Regions from separate parts of the Drosophila melanogaster genome. Here region 1 is linked to region 2. The links are chromatin contacts, called in public Hi-C maps. All regions are on one chromosome and are shown on one strand. Each heading gives the region's core, a stretch centred on a gene start, on an enhancer-like site or on the middle of the called end of the contact. The rest is flanking DNA. Distances are from core to core; before and after follow the strand shown.

Region 1 (7,309 bases), core at 4,114-6,613, 140 kb before region 2:
TGGCTCCAGCAATAAATCGTATTTGCACAGAATCGTCATATACTGTTATGATGGAATATATGATTAAATATTACTATATATATTATATATATATATATTACTATATATAAGAATGACAATTACCTGAACCAACGGATTGAAGAGTTTGGGCGTAAATCATGTTACTATAAGAGCCAAATCCATTATTCGTTTTACAACGAACTTGAAATCCATACTCCGTATTTTCTAGAAGTCCTACTATATGTGCCTTCGTTTCTTTTGTGTTCAAAGCTGATTTATTTATAGCATCTAATTCGACCTTTGGAAACCAGCGCACTTCATAAAATTCAAGTGGAAAATCACTTTGAACAGGTTTATCCCATTCTAGATCGGCATCTTTATTAGTTATAGCCAATATACGCAAATTAAAAACTGTCGAGAGCAAAACTGACTCAGTTGTAAAAACGATTTCAGCTTGACCAGTCTTTACTTCGTTTAAATCCAAAGGTATATTTAATAAAGACGTATTTGAAAATACTATGTCACTGACTGCCACCAGGGAAGACTCGTTGGAGTGCCTTTTAAATTCGTTAATATGAGACACGCTATTTATTGCGTGTATCTGCACAGTGTATGTCGTTACCGGTTCCAGATTTGTAAGTGTTATTTTTGTTTCGTTAAATGTGTCAGTTGAGGGATTGTAAACCACATTTGGGCTGCATATATTACACTTGATCTTGTACACAATATCACTGTGATATATTTTAGAATTAGTTTCAGATGAAAACGATTCATTTTTGGCCGGTGCGCTCCAAGATATTATTGCACTTGTTTGATCAACAAACAACAACGTGAGATTAGTAGGCGCAGCTGGTGGACTATAACACGGCATATGTCGACCATCATTTGGATGTCTATAGAATCCAGACGCACACTTACAGAAAGGTGAACCAGTTTTTGAAGCATTTGAATTGGGAGGACACGGAGTACATTTTGTAACCTCTGGGGATTTAAATGTCCCAAGTGGACATTCTGAAAAAATATATTAAAATAACATTAAAAGCTACAGCTCAGTATTATGTTGTCTACGCTCCGCAAAGCATGTTTAAAGTGCACGTGCAGCAAATGCGCAACATAACCTAAGCGCCAAATAAATATAATATATATAAATATAAATATATATATAAATAAATGATGGGGATCGGGGCACTCTACCCCTACCGAACTATTGAAATCTCATGTTAAAAATATATAAATTAAGCAGATCTAACTCAATTCGATACTGTTATCGAGAAGTAAATACGTTTTGCCTAAGTAGCTGAAGTTGAAGAATGCAAAAAGCTTAGGTTCACTTCTAATCAAAATAAAGAACAACTTACAAATAATAAATTTATGCAGCTCCCTTATGAACGTTATTATCCACAACTTCCCCTCTTATTATACGAAAGATGTCATTTACTTAAACTATTAGAAAATAAGACACTATAAAGACATTAAACTAAGAGAACTGATGAGCAATTCATCTGAAGTAAAACAAAATCAGAGCTCTTCCTAAGTTCATTATGATCGGCTACAATAATTACTCAATTCGCGGATGGGAAAATAATAAGGAGTTAAACATTGGAAAGTTATAAATAATACCAACCTGTACAAGTCTTATTTGTGTAATTCGGCTCATAGCCAGCCTTGCAACGACACCCACCAGTAAGAATTGTCCATTTTCCATCACCTTTACATAAGTAAGTTGGCGTCTCATACGGTTCTGCGTTATCGACACATGTTCCATTTTGTTTCTCAATTATAGTAATTTCTCTTCCCGTAGGTGTTTCGTTAAAGTGTGCAAAGTTTTCGGTAACAGCAGGACACGTAATATAATATACTTTTACTGCCAGAACGCTAATACAAGCGCCCTGATCTCTGAAAGCAAAATATACGCCTTTTTTGTTGACGGCTATACTCTTCACCTCTGTGTTAATATCTACATCGGAGTTCTGATTGAAGCGCCCCTCGCCAGCCGCGATGCGAGCAATCAGCCTGTAGCTGTCTGTTTGCCATGGTGGAGGTTCTCTAGTAGCCGCATCAAACTCGTAAAAAAGTAAGCTAAATGTTTCCTTGCATGACAAGGCGTTTCCTAAAAAAATTGAACACATTTTTCTAATAAAGATTATTACACTAAATAATACCCTACAAACCGCATACATAACAGGAACTTCAAAATTTGTTCACCAATATTCGTATCATTTTTTTGTTAGAAACAATTTTATACACTTACCTGGGAATAAAGAACAATCGCGTATTGTGAACTGAATTTCAATGTAAAGTCGGTTTGCTGATCCACGATCGATAAACGGCGACCACAACCAGTTATTGACGTTGTGATATGCCACATCGCAAACCACATAGCTCCTCCAGTTAATGCCCTTAACGAAGTCGGTAAATGACTCCTCCACCCACTAAAAATAAGTTTAAATGAAGGAGATATTTTGTATCGGTACATAAAGAAACTTTATAGGATCTTAATACACTATTAACTTTAAATTATGTACATATTCATTGCAATTTAAAAAAAACACAATACTTAATATATTATATATATATCCTTGCAGTTATTGTCTATACATATAATAAGTGGGTTATACCAAAGACACTAGAATAACAAGATGCGTAACGCCATACGATTTTTTGGCACACGATTTTTTCGCCGTGGCTCTGAAGGCGGCTCCAGGCTCTCTCGAATTTTGGTTAGAGAGCGAGAGAGCGGAGAGCGCTACAGCGAACAGCTCTTTTCAACGCATAAAGTGATAGCAGACAACTGTATGTGTGCACACGTATGCTCATGCATTATAAATTTGACAAAATATGCCCTTCACCTTAGAAGTTCTTTGACTTTAAATCTATATTATTTTTGATCAATTGGCACCATGCGATTCTTGTTTTGCATTGCCTTAACGTTATTATTATTTGAAAATAGATTAGAAATAGCCAAATCTATGTACATATCACAAAAATAAATTTCAAAAATGACTTTATATAAGAATATTTGTCATTAGAGTATTCATCTTGAAAAATTAATAAGGCAATAACTGTTGAGTGCTTGTGTCTTTGATATGACTTTTGCAATAAACAGTTATCATATTTTTATGAAATTTATGAAATTACAGTAGTTATAATAATTTCTATTGTACTTCCTTTAATTATTTAGTATATTTATTAAGTCATTTGACTTAATATGATGTAACATTAACATTAAAAGTGTTTAAAAAAATATTTCGCTTTTAAAAGATTGGCAGATGAAAGACAAATTAGAATTAAACATAAATATAAATGTGTAAACGGTAGCTAATTCGAGCGGCGATTTTAACAAACAAATTTAAAAAGCTTTAAAATTATAATAGTCAGAGCGAATTTTTAAAAATTATCTTATTTTATCATATTGCTACGAAATTGGCAAAAAACTACCCTAATATGTACAATGTAAATTCTTTTCGTCGATCAGAATTTATTTCGGCCCGAAAATCATATACGCGTTCTCGTCTCTTGTTTCCACTCACACAAGCAAGCAAATTCTATTTTTAGATTTCTTACGCTCTCAGCCGGAGCGAGCGGAAAGAGAGCAATTTTGGCCGTCACTAAAAAAGTGGCTGCATAGTGCCAAACCAATGTATGGCCGTTACGCATCTTGTTATTCTAGTGTCTTTGGTTATACTGAAAAAGACATTTTATGATTAGAAACGACGAAACGATGAATTCTTTTCAAATGTTTTAAATAAATTTCCCAAACGTTTCTATGGCAGCTGAAGAATGTTAGTCATCTGCTTCGGATCAAAGTAAACATTATTCCAAATGTTGTGTATACCAAATAAAAACACATGATTATATCAGCGTTTAAAAAACTGTGGTAAGTTCATTTCACATGAATTTGATTCTGCTTCTGAGAAAATTAAAAGTCGAAGACAAAGGTTCTTTTGAGCGGCAAGCGAAGAGTTCTGGAAGTCGTTGGCAGTCGCAGCAGCATAAGCATATTTACATATTAAAAACGTTCAAAATTAAATGATTTTCAATTAGAAAAAAGAGCACATATAAAGAAATCTATATAAAATCTTTAAGAATTTGTACACAATCGAATTGACATAGAATAAATTGAATATAAATATCTTATTACTACTATCTTATTATTGTCGACGTAAGTTTAACTACAAACAAACGTTTGTTTTTTAAATAAAAATTGAAAATAAGAGCAACAATAACATATAATGCGTACCCCTGGTGTTTGGGCTTGAGGTCCATATGGATACCTGGTCCACTCTAATGTAGCTTCTCGAGTTGTATCCAATAGAACAACTGCAGATATTCGTGAGCATTAAAAAGATATCATTTACTGTTAAGTCTTAATATTGTTAAGCAGTACGTACCCTGATCTGCATGTGCCAATTTAAAGTGAATTGAAATTATAATAAGCAGTATTGTCCTTAATAATGACATTCTCGAAACAATTTGAGATCTGTTTTGCTCGCTAATTGGAGCTTGATTTTTGTAAAACGCAGACTTGAGGGCGCTTATAGCATCATTTAGTACGGAAGTTAGAATGGTTACGGAAGAAGTTTTACTTTTAATACCATCATATTTCACCTTTTTGTCATTTGGGTGGCACCCAACCATTTTCATTTTGTTGGGATCGTTTTCGAACAGTTTTATTTTTGATTTGGGTTGTACGCACTCTGATGCGGATTTACCAATGTCAATAGCATTATTTGTGTTTGTGGGTCCAGTTTAAAATCCAAGACTAAAAAATAAATTGATTAGCTTTAATGCACTTTGTATAAGCATGAATGTGATTAATGTATAAATAATTTGGAAGGATCTGTTCCTGTTCGGTATTCACTGGCATATGTGCATATCCATATATACAAGGAAGCGTATACACATATGAGCCTGCATTTTCCGACGCTGCTATATACATACATACGACCATACATGTTATACATATTTACACAAAATGACAGTGTGTATGTATTCTTGTTAAGGGACGCTAGCTTCGATTTAAACATTACATTTCACGGATGATTACTGTTATCAATTCAAGATGTTATGGCTTTGGAACACAAGATATTTGAACGGATTTTATTATTTTATTTGTACATTTTGTCATTTAGGACCACTTTTATTGATACCTTTACAGCCGACTACTACTATGGAAGTCTCGTTTTAATTTTAAAGTGGTTCTTTTACGACCACAAAATCCCTTGTAGATTTTCTATTGATACTTGGTAAAGACCAGAGTATCATTTTCAGTCTTTTTTCTTTATTTTTTATTTTTTAAATTCACTTATACTCAGCAATTCTGTTAAAACAACTGGTATCGATAACTTTTATAACGTCATTAAAATCCATGAAAACAAATTTTCTTTAAAAAAAATAAGTTAAAATAGCATCGACGAAATACCACAAATTCGGAATAATGAAATTGGTACAAAATGAGCTAACAGCATAAACTGATGTTCTTGTTTTATGTTTTATACGAATTATTGACACTTGGCCTTTAATTAATATAGAACGAGAATAATATTCATTAAAAGTGATTGTCTCTCTACTGAAAATTTAAACGAAATATTAAAAAAAAGGCGTTACCAATACTTTTAATATCTTGCTTGATAATCGTAATAATCTGACATTCATATATGTATATGCATATGTATATGTAATCGTTGCATATCTACTGATCACTAAACGATTCGATTGCTTACTTTTTTTTGTGAAAGCCGTTATAGTAGCTCTAATGATTAATGATAATTTAATTTTCCATTTAATAAAGGTAGTTCGGGAAAGAATCCATAGGAAACCAAAACGGACCATTAATGAAAATAAAGACAACACTTGGAAAGCTTAAAAACATCAACGTTTGCATCGTTGTCCATAAAGCTTTTAAAGGGTAGGCAAACCAATGGAGTTTTAAAGTAAAATGGTTTTTAAGCCAAAAAGAATAAATAAATATTTTTTTTAATTTAAAAGCTGGAATTGTTTTTCCACCGGCTTGCTTATGTTTTTTAGTTTTTTTTTTCTCACGTCCTATTTCAAAAAGTACATACATATGTACCAATATAGTTTTAATAGGTGAGCAAACGAAATTATTTACTTTTAAGAGCGGACAAACAATAAACATTTATTTTAATGGCTGTGCCAACGATAAAAACAATTTTTAAAGGGTAGACAAACGATTAAAACTATTTTTAGAGGGTGGACAAACTTGTTTTATTGATACTATTTATATAAAGATCTGGAAAAAAGTTGCATTCTCTAATAAAACTTATGGGATATATTTTCTAAATTATACCTGTTTTAAGTGTGTGCAAGCGATGCCATTGGAGTAAAAAATATATTTAAAGAAAGTCAATAAAGAAAAAGATTTTCGAAAGTATTTAAATTTTTAAATTGTCAGGAGAGTTGAACCACTACGTATTTCTACACTTCTGCACACACTAAGCTAAAATAAAAAAAGTGCGGAAACTGTCGAAGAAACCTCACAGCAGTCTACAGAGAATATCTACCCAGAATATAATATGATACCCAGATACCAACGCCCTAAGACAAGGTATCATGCAAAGCAGCGAACTAAAAGTCAATGTGCCAACTTATGGCAAACCTTATTCAATAATAATAATAATATCGTGTATAAGATTATGTTTGTGACATGCCAACTATGTTTCACGGCGTAAACCTGAAATACCAATACCGCCGTCATGTTATTTGAAAGCGCACCTTATCAGCTTTAACATTCAAATACGTTATACGTTACGAACACTACTTTAATTAATGGTTTTCTACGAGCAAATTACAATAAGATAACGGCAACCATTGCATCTGTCTGCTGTCCACTTCAAAATCATGGACTTCTACAATTTACAACAAATTAAGTAATCCCCACAACACAAAAGTGAGTCCTTGTGAGTCCATATATAACGTGCAACAACATGGAGTACATTTACATTTACCAGAAAGTACTAAATTCAATGCATTTTGCCGGAACAGAATATCTTTCGCAATCAGAAAACTGCAAAATTGCTATAAAAACCACCTGGCTTAAATACAAACATTCAAATTTGTTGAAGAGAGTGTAACAGACAGAAGTTAAATTTAAATTCTTGTTGATGGTTCTGAATTCGCTGAGTCGATCTTGCCATGTCCGTCCGTATGAACGTTGAGATCTCAGGAACAATTCTAGTTAAACAGTTGATATTAAGCATGCAACTTTCAGATACATACATCGATGCAGCGCAAGTGTCCAGAAGGGATATTAAAAGTTTCTTGAGCGCTAATGACAACGATTTTCTAA
Region 2 (6,797 bases), core at 3,406-5,905:
ATTTTTTTGTAGCTAGAAATAAAATGTCGTATTTTTATGTTATTCATAAGCTAAGCGGACACAATAGGTTTTATAGGCGTTCGAAAATAACACCTGGATTTCCCCAAATTCTAACCTAATAGATTTTTGTACAGCTCCAAGATTGGATACTAACATGCATTTTGGTTCCAAAAATGTATTTTCAATGTTGACCTAAACTCACTCTTGAGATTTAGCGCAGTAAGTGGCATATTCTACCGGTTTAATAATGATAAATTCGGAATTCTGAAATCAAAAGAAGGATGTATGTATGTTAACAAGCGGACAGCCATTGCTTCATCGACTCCGTTGCTAAAGAATATATATATGTGCACTTTTAGGTGAGGCCTATGAAAACACAAATATTGGATGCCTAGACCGATTTCTCTTATATATAAATTAGAATATCGTAATTTAAAAGTCATGGATTATGACACATTGCTGTACTTAACTACATTTTTTTTTTTTAAAACCTCACCTCACCTTTTAAAAAAGGTGAGATTATAATAACCTAACCAATAAAATGCTCCAAGTTTTTCAATCTATACTTTGTTATTTAGTTTTACAGCTTTTTTCAATGAGCCCATCGTAATTTTAATTTCGGGAATATGTGCAATTTGTGTGTGTCCTGAACCTTGGAAGTGATTTCGATAGAAATAAGTTTTTAAACTTTATTTAAGAATATAAAATATGTTATAAAAACGTTATTTATTTATTTGTATATACTCGCTATAGTTTTAAACGTAAAAGATAAAATTATACTCTAAAAGTGTAACTACATTTAAAAATAAAGCGTTGGCAGCGATTGTTCTTAAAAACAAGGCAAACCAAGTATGAAAGTTAAATTGAAATGTGTATGTTTTTTATTCTTAAGCACCAGTATTTACTTAATTATAAAATACTTTCTGTTCCATTAATATAAATATGTATGTTTTTAACCAAAATTTATTTTTCATATTAATTTTTGTTAAATAGGATTTTGTTAAAAGGACTGAAACTCGGCGAATTTTTTATAACTATTAGGTTGGCAAAATAAACAAAGATTCGGCGTGGAATCTTTAATTTTCGTCATCAACTCATCAGAGGAATCAAGAGCCTTCATAATTGCTTGTAGAGCCTCCTGAAAAATTTGATAACATTAAATGAAAATAACATTTAAAATTATTTACACGTATTATGGATTTGACTATACACATTATAATTTTATATATTTTCCCATAAAGTAGATATTTTGTTTTTCTTTTGTTATACAAAAAAAAAAAAACAGTTCACTCCTATGTGTATACCAAGTAAATCATAAAGTAAATCATTTTTTAAGAAATGCATCTTCGCTGCACAGTTTAAATGCCCGCAAAATATTCCCTATCCGCTCGCTTTAAATTAATACACTTGCTTGTGAGAGTAAAACCAACAAACAAGAAAGTGTATACGTACTTATGCTAGAAAACGACTTTTGAGCAGAAATTAATACTGATCTTGGAATCAAATTTATTAACAGTTTTGAGCATGCAATATACGCCACTCGTATATTTATATGAACTTCGAGTCCACCCACAACATTTCCCCAAGTAAACTAGTTTTCTAACGATTGTTTTCGATATCGATATTTGGGATGTTTTGCTGTTTTCTTGTTTATGCCGTTTTTTTTTTTTTTGTTTTTTTTTTTGAAAAACTTGTATAAGTTTGTTTAACAGACCGAAAAACTTATATAATGAAGGGAAAATATTCAATGGGTGAGAATACGTGTGCACAAGCGCTCATCCCCCTAAATTTTGAACAAAAACTTGAGATATCTTGGATCCAGCTCAAGAGCCAGCTACAAAAAATGTTTTCAATTTCCACTACATAATCGCATTCATATTCAATTAAAGTTTATATGATTCGATTAATAATTGTAATGAGTAGTGAAAATAACGAACATTTTGTTGCTTATGTAATTTCGAAATTTAGCACGATGCCACTACGTCCTGCTGGTAGTGCTGCAATGGTTTAAATATAAATATATAAATTGTTATTATACAAATATTTTGTAGTGGCCTATTTAAATCCCCTCATGGCTATGTCCGGGATAAAAATATAAAACTTAAGCGGCAACAATGCAGCTTGCCTCACTGTCAAATAACTACGTGAATTCCAAGCTTTTAAATTGTTTAGATGTGAAAAGTGTTTATTTTAATCAGCTTTTGTGGTGAGCACTTCTTCTCTTGCATAAACGTTAACTTGTTCAATCGACTATTTTAACAAATGAATAATAATAAGCTTCTTTAAAAATATGATAATCATGATAAACATTTTTCAATAATATTTTATTTAATTTATTTAACATTTTGGTAGATCATTTAACAACGAAATTGACCAAAACTAAATATTTAAATTCGTTTCATTGCTTAAAATTGATTTCTGAAAATCGTGTTTTACTCACAGGCAAATGCATTTTATTTTAAATTAAATTTTAAATTAAAAATGTTATGTACGGAACTACAATATAAAATACTATGATTAAAAAACCCAAGATCTATTTGGCAGCTACATATGTGATATAATGCGCAGATCCGGGCCATTCCGGCTTAATACTACCTCAAAACTCGAAAACTAGTTGGCGTAGCACTGATATTGATCAAGAGTATATATCCTTAATATCGCTGATGTTATATGTAAATGTGAAGTTTCTGGTGTTGGTCCTTAACTAATAAATTATGAATTCTTTTAAGAAGTTTTTAATGACCCAGGAAATACGTAAAAATATTATATATGAAATAAATATATAGCCTAAAGGCCTATTTAATTGAAAAAAATTTCTTACCTTTAATTTGCCAATTTCAGTGCGGAGAAGTATAATTTTAGTCTCGCCATTGACTAATGAATCTCTTATGTTATAGATTTCGTTTTGAAGATTTATAAGGGTATCGTCGAAACTGTTTAATGAATTATTTTCTCTAAATGCCCTCGATCGCATACCCAATGATGTTTTTCGAATCTAAAAAGTGTTTGACATACATACATACATATGTGGGTACATACATGCATTCATGTACACATTTGAAAACAATAGGAGATGCATAGGTATCTCGCATGTTTATTTTAAATTTTAATCAATGTGAATAACCGCATCTATTTGAAACTAGGCATACATACATTCAGCTCAAAGAAGCTGGGGTCGGAAAATCCAATTTTTAATATGTATGTACAGACATACATATGTACATAGATCGCGATCCGTTACGTGTTTTTTCCAATATTTACATAACGATAATCATTCGCTTCCACAATTTTCTTGAACTTGGATATGTATATACATGTTCATCATCATCATATAAGTACATATGTGAATTTGTCCGCCGATCCTAAAACATGCGAATTGGCGCCACAACTTACAATTATTACATACATATGTAGAAATTTAGTTTTAATAGGTGGGAACACAAAAAAACAAAATTTTTAAGGGTTGGACAAACGTTTTTAATTCAAAATACTTATTTTAAAGGATGGGAAAACGAAAAAAACTAATTTTAAAGGATGGACAAACGATAAAAACTAAGAATACTGATTGGGCAAAAGTTTTTTTTTATAATATTTAGTTTTAAGAGATGGTCAAAATAATAATACCGAGGTTAACTAGAACGTCTCATATTTTCTAAAGTATTCACTTTTTCAAAATTGAAAAGAGTGGCCAAACGTGGGCAAATAAAGACAACAAATGAGCAAACGATTCCAGCTTTTAAATTTCAAAAATTCCATTTTTTCGACTCCAGCTTCTTTGAGCTCGTACATTATGCGCAAAATGAGAAATCTGCGCACTGAAGTGTATTCGTGTTTTTGCTAGTGGTTGATTGATTTTTTGTGACCGTATGAATATTGAGGGTGCGTCGTCGTTGGAGCAAGCGTCGCAACGGCATGAAACAAACTCTTACAGACTCTGTGACTGAGTCTTAATGCTTAATATCAATATTCTAGTTTTCATTGTTCCCGAGATCACAGCGTTCAGATTGATAGTCAGACGGACTAACCAGTTACTCGATAACTGACCGACTGCATATGAAATCTTCAGTATATGTAAGGAAATACGATACCTATACACCTATTATGGTTAACATAGGTGTAAACGTGTATTCGTTGGGAATCAGATTATCCACCCTTACCTGATTCTTAAGAGTTTCGTCAATGTGAATGGTAGACGTCTTCCGAATCATGTCATGAGAATATTTAAAGTTAACGGGTCCTAAGATCCCGCTCTCTATGAAAAAATGTTTTGCTTTATCAATGCTCGAGTTCAATGGTTGCATTTTTTAGTTCTTATTAGATTAAAAAAGGAGTAAAACGTTGGTCAGATCAATGTTGATGGAGATCTTCTTACTCATTTATACTGAGTATTTCAATAACTAGCTGAAAAGTTTAAAGGATTTGAGCTTTAAGTAGAATAAAACTTTTTATTAGACTTACACATATACCCAACACATGCAAATGTTCATATAGTTGTTTTATTTGTTAATTTTTATATTTTACATTATTACAAATACAAAATATTAAGTGCCGAAGATCTGTCGCACGCTTCTTTGTGTGAATACTCGACTAGAACATATATGGGAAACAATACCTAACCCAATAAATGTCTTAAGATATAAGTTTCTTCTAAACTGATCGAAAATATAACTAGTATTCTATCAGTAGTTTTGTGTCATTATACATTATACCCTCTTTCCACTAAATTACCTGCATATATACACATGTTTGGGATATAGTTCACATGATATTTTTGAAGCGATTTTAGGCTTAATGTTATTTTATTAAATTTATATTTATATATATTATTTATATTTATAATTATATTATTATTTATTCGGTAATTTCATAGCTGTTCTGGGCATTACTTTCTTTCCACAATAAACATAACATTAGATGCTGTTAAAATTTGTAGTAAGTAATCGTAGTAATAATAGTAATAGTAGTAGTAAAACTAAAACATTTTTACGGGTAACAACACAAGACTCTCGTTTCACTCTGCATTCAAGCGCTCTATTATTAAACAAGCTCTAATTATATTTCCATCGTTCAATATCTATTTTAAAGAATAGAAGGATTAGAAAACTTTTTCGTCTTATTTTCAAAATTTGTGTCTTATTCGAACACTAACAGCGAACATACCGAAAGCAAACCTTTTATCTGCCCTTATAACCACTTTCAAACCACATAAAAAATTGCAGTTTGTTTATGTTGGTCAATCAATTGAATTTGATTGAACCCCATGATTACCACTTTTGGCATACCCCAAATATCGATATATTTCCCATCAAAGGCAAAATCGATAAGTTATCGTTAACTAAACATCCACAGATTGTAGTTCGTCTAATAAAGGTGTAGACACCAAGTCAATTAATTTTAATAACAAGAGGAAGTTCGTGGGACGGTTAAACCTATTCACAGCATTTCCAAGGTTTTCTAAAGAAGGTGTACCTCATGAAAGAACATGATGGCAGACAGATACGCTTCAGATTTGGCCCTTGTTGTCGTTGCGCAGATAACGCAAACTATTGGTTACAGCTGCACTCTAAGTGCACCCTTGGAGTTGTTGCAAGACATATTGCAGAAGTTTGTACAGGAGTTCGCTCGAGACATGCATAGACATATGGAACACGGTAAGTGGTATAGACCCTCAAATCAACGGAACCGATCATGAAATACAACAAAGCCTGAGTAGTTATAGTCGTTACTTGTAGAATAAGAGATTCAATAAAAAGTATGTGACATATATGTACATGTACATAAATGTATAACTTATCATCCCTGCAGTTCCATCAGACTATCATTAATAAATCATTATTTATCATTAAAACAATTTTGTTTGGAGTTAGGGCATTTTGCTTTCAGTTGCGTTAGAATACCGGTCAACCTGTCCGTTTAACCTTAAAGTAAAATATATTAGTATAATGTGTACAGAAATGTATTACGAAAAATGTACATCGCTTCTGCGAGTAGTACGTGTTGTTGCGTGTAAAATGAATCCATTGCCATTGGAATTTCCTGATTAAGCTCGCGCCTGCTACTCGCATAAATCTAGTCCCAGTTATCCGCGAAAAAGGAAGCGTGCCTCTTAGAAAAGTAATCTTTTAATTTATTTCTTTCTTTTATTGTTATTTCCCTTTTCCTCGCCCAGTCCCTTTCACCTACATCAGTATATAATTTCTCTAGTTCCGATGCGCATTAAAAATTTAAAGTTTCTTACGAAACTTATGTGCTCGGCGACTTAGAGCGTCAGCTTAGCATTCGGCTGGAAATAAAAGATCCATAATTTATTGCTGATTCCCTGCTTGTGGCTGTGCAGCCAAAGCAGTTGGTACTGTGGGCGAAACCGATGATCTTGGGATGTTTTTAAGGAGCGATGAATTGTGGGACTGCCGGGGTCTCGATTGGGGATTATGAAACCTCAATAGGCATGTAGATTGTATTTTTTGCAAATTATTATTTCATTAATTGTCTTGTAAACACCAAAAAAAAAAAAACAATAAATCTTTGATTTATATATATCTTAGATTAAGATATATCTTAGATTAAGATATATTTTAGATTAAGATATATCTTAGATTAAGATATATCTTCCTTGTAACCACCGGAACAGAAATAAAAATAAATAGTTGAGGAACTCGACTAAAGCGTTCTCTTATATTTTCTTTTTAATTTTGCTTGGTATGTTACTTAATAACGTTATTTATATGAGTTCAAAAAAATCTTATTAAAACCAAACAAAAAATCAAAAATGCTTTGTTTATTTGGATAAAATTTAT

Evidence for each region. Hi-C and Micro-C count contacts between places; a contact is called where the count stands out from the background.
Region 1: a Hi-C map of the Kc167 cell line shows a contact between it and region 2, with 2.8 times the contacts expected there. The contact joins the promoter of Eph here to the promoter of CG33941 in region 2. A contact is called at or near these places in 28 of 107 Hi-C or Micro-C datasets (the Clone 8 cell line, the Kc167 cell line, the ML-DmBG3-c2 cell line and 10 more).

The regions. Positions count from the first base shown.
Region 1 is chr4:608,738-616,046 of dm6, reverse strand. Eph (Eph receptor tyrosine kinase) reads right to left here and starts at 5,363. Exons shown (of 14, transcript NM_166776.4): 1 at 5,151-5,363; 2 at 4,392-4,762; 3 at 4,241-4,320; 4 at 2,252-2,432; 5 at 1,625-2,110; 6 at 124-1,011; 7 at 1-42. The coding sequence starts at 4,644.
Region 2 is chr4:465,355-472,151 of dm6, reverse strand. CG33941 reads right to left here and starts at 4,655. Exons shown (of 4, transcript NM_001347760.1): 1 at 4,459-4,655; 2 at 4,158-4,401; 3 at 2,822-2,995; 4 at 676-1,138. The coding sequence starts at 4,301. The coding sequence ends at 1,001. Taf3 (TBP-associated factor 3) reads left to right here and starts at 5,324. Exons shown (of 8, transcript NM_143666.3): 1 at 5,324-5,651. The coding sequence starts at 5,483. Asator (asator,) reads left to right here. Exons shown (of 14, transcript NM_001272127.1): 14 at 1-2,743.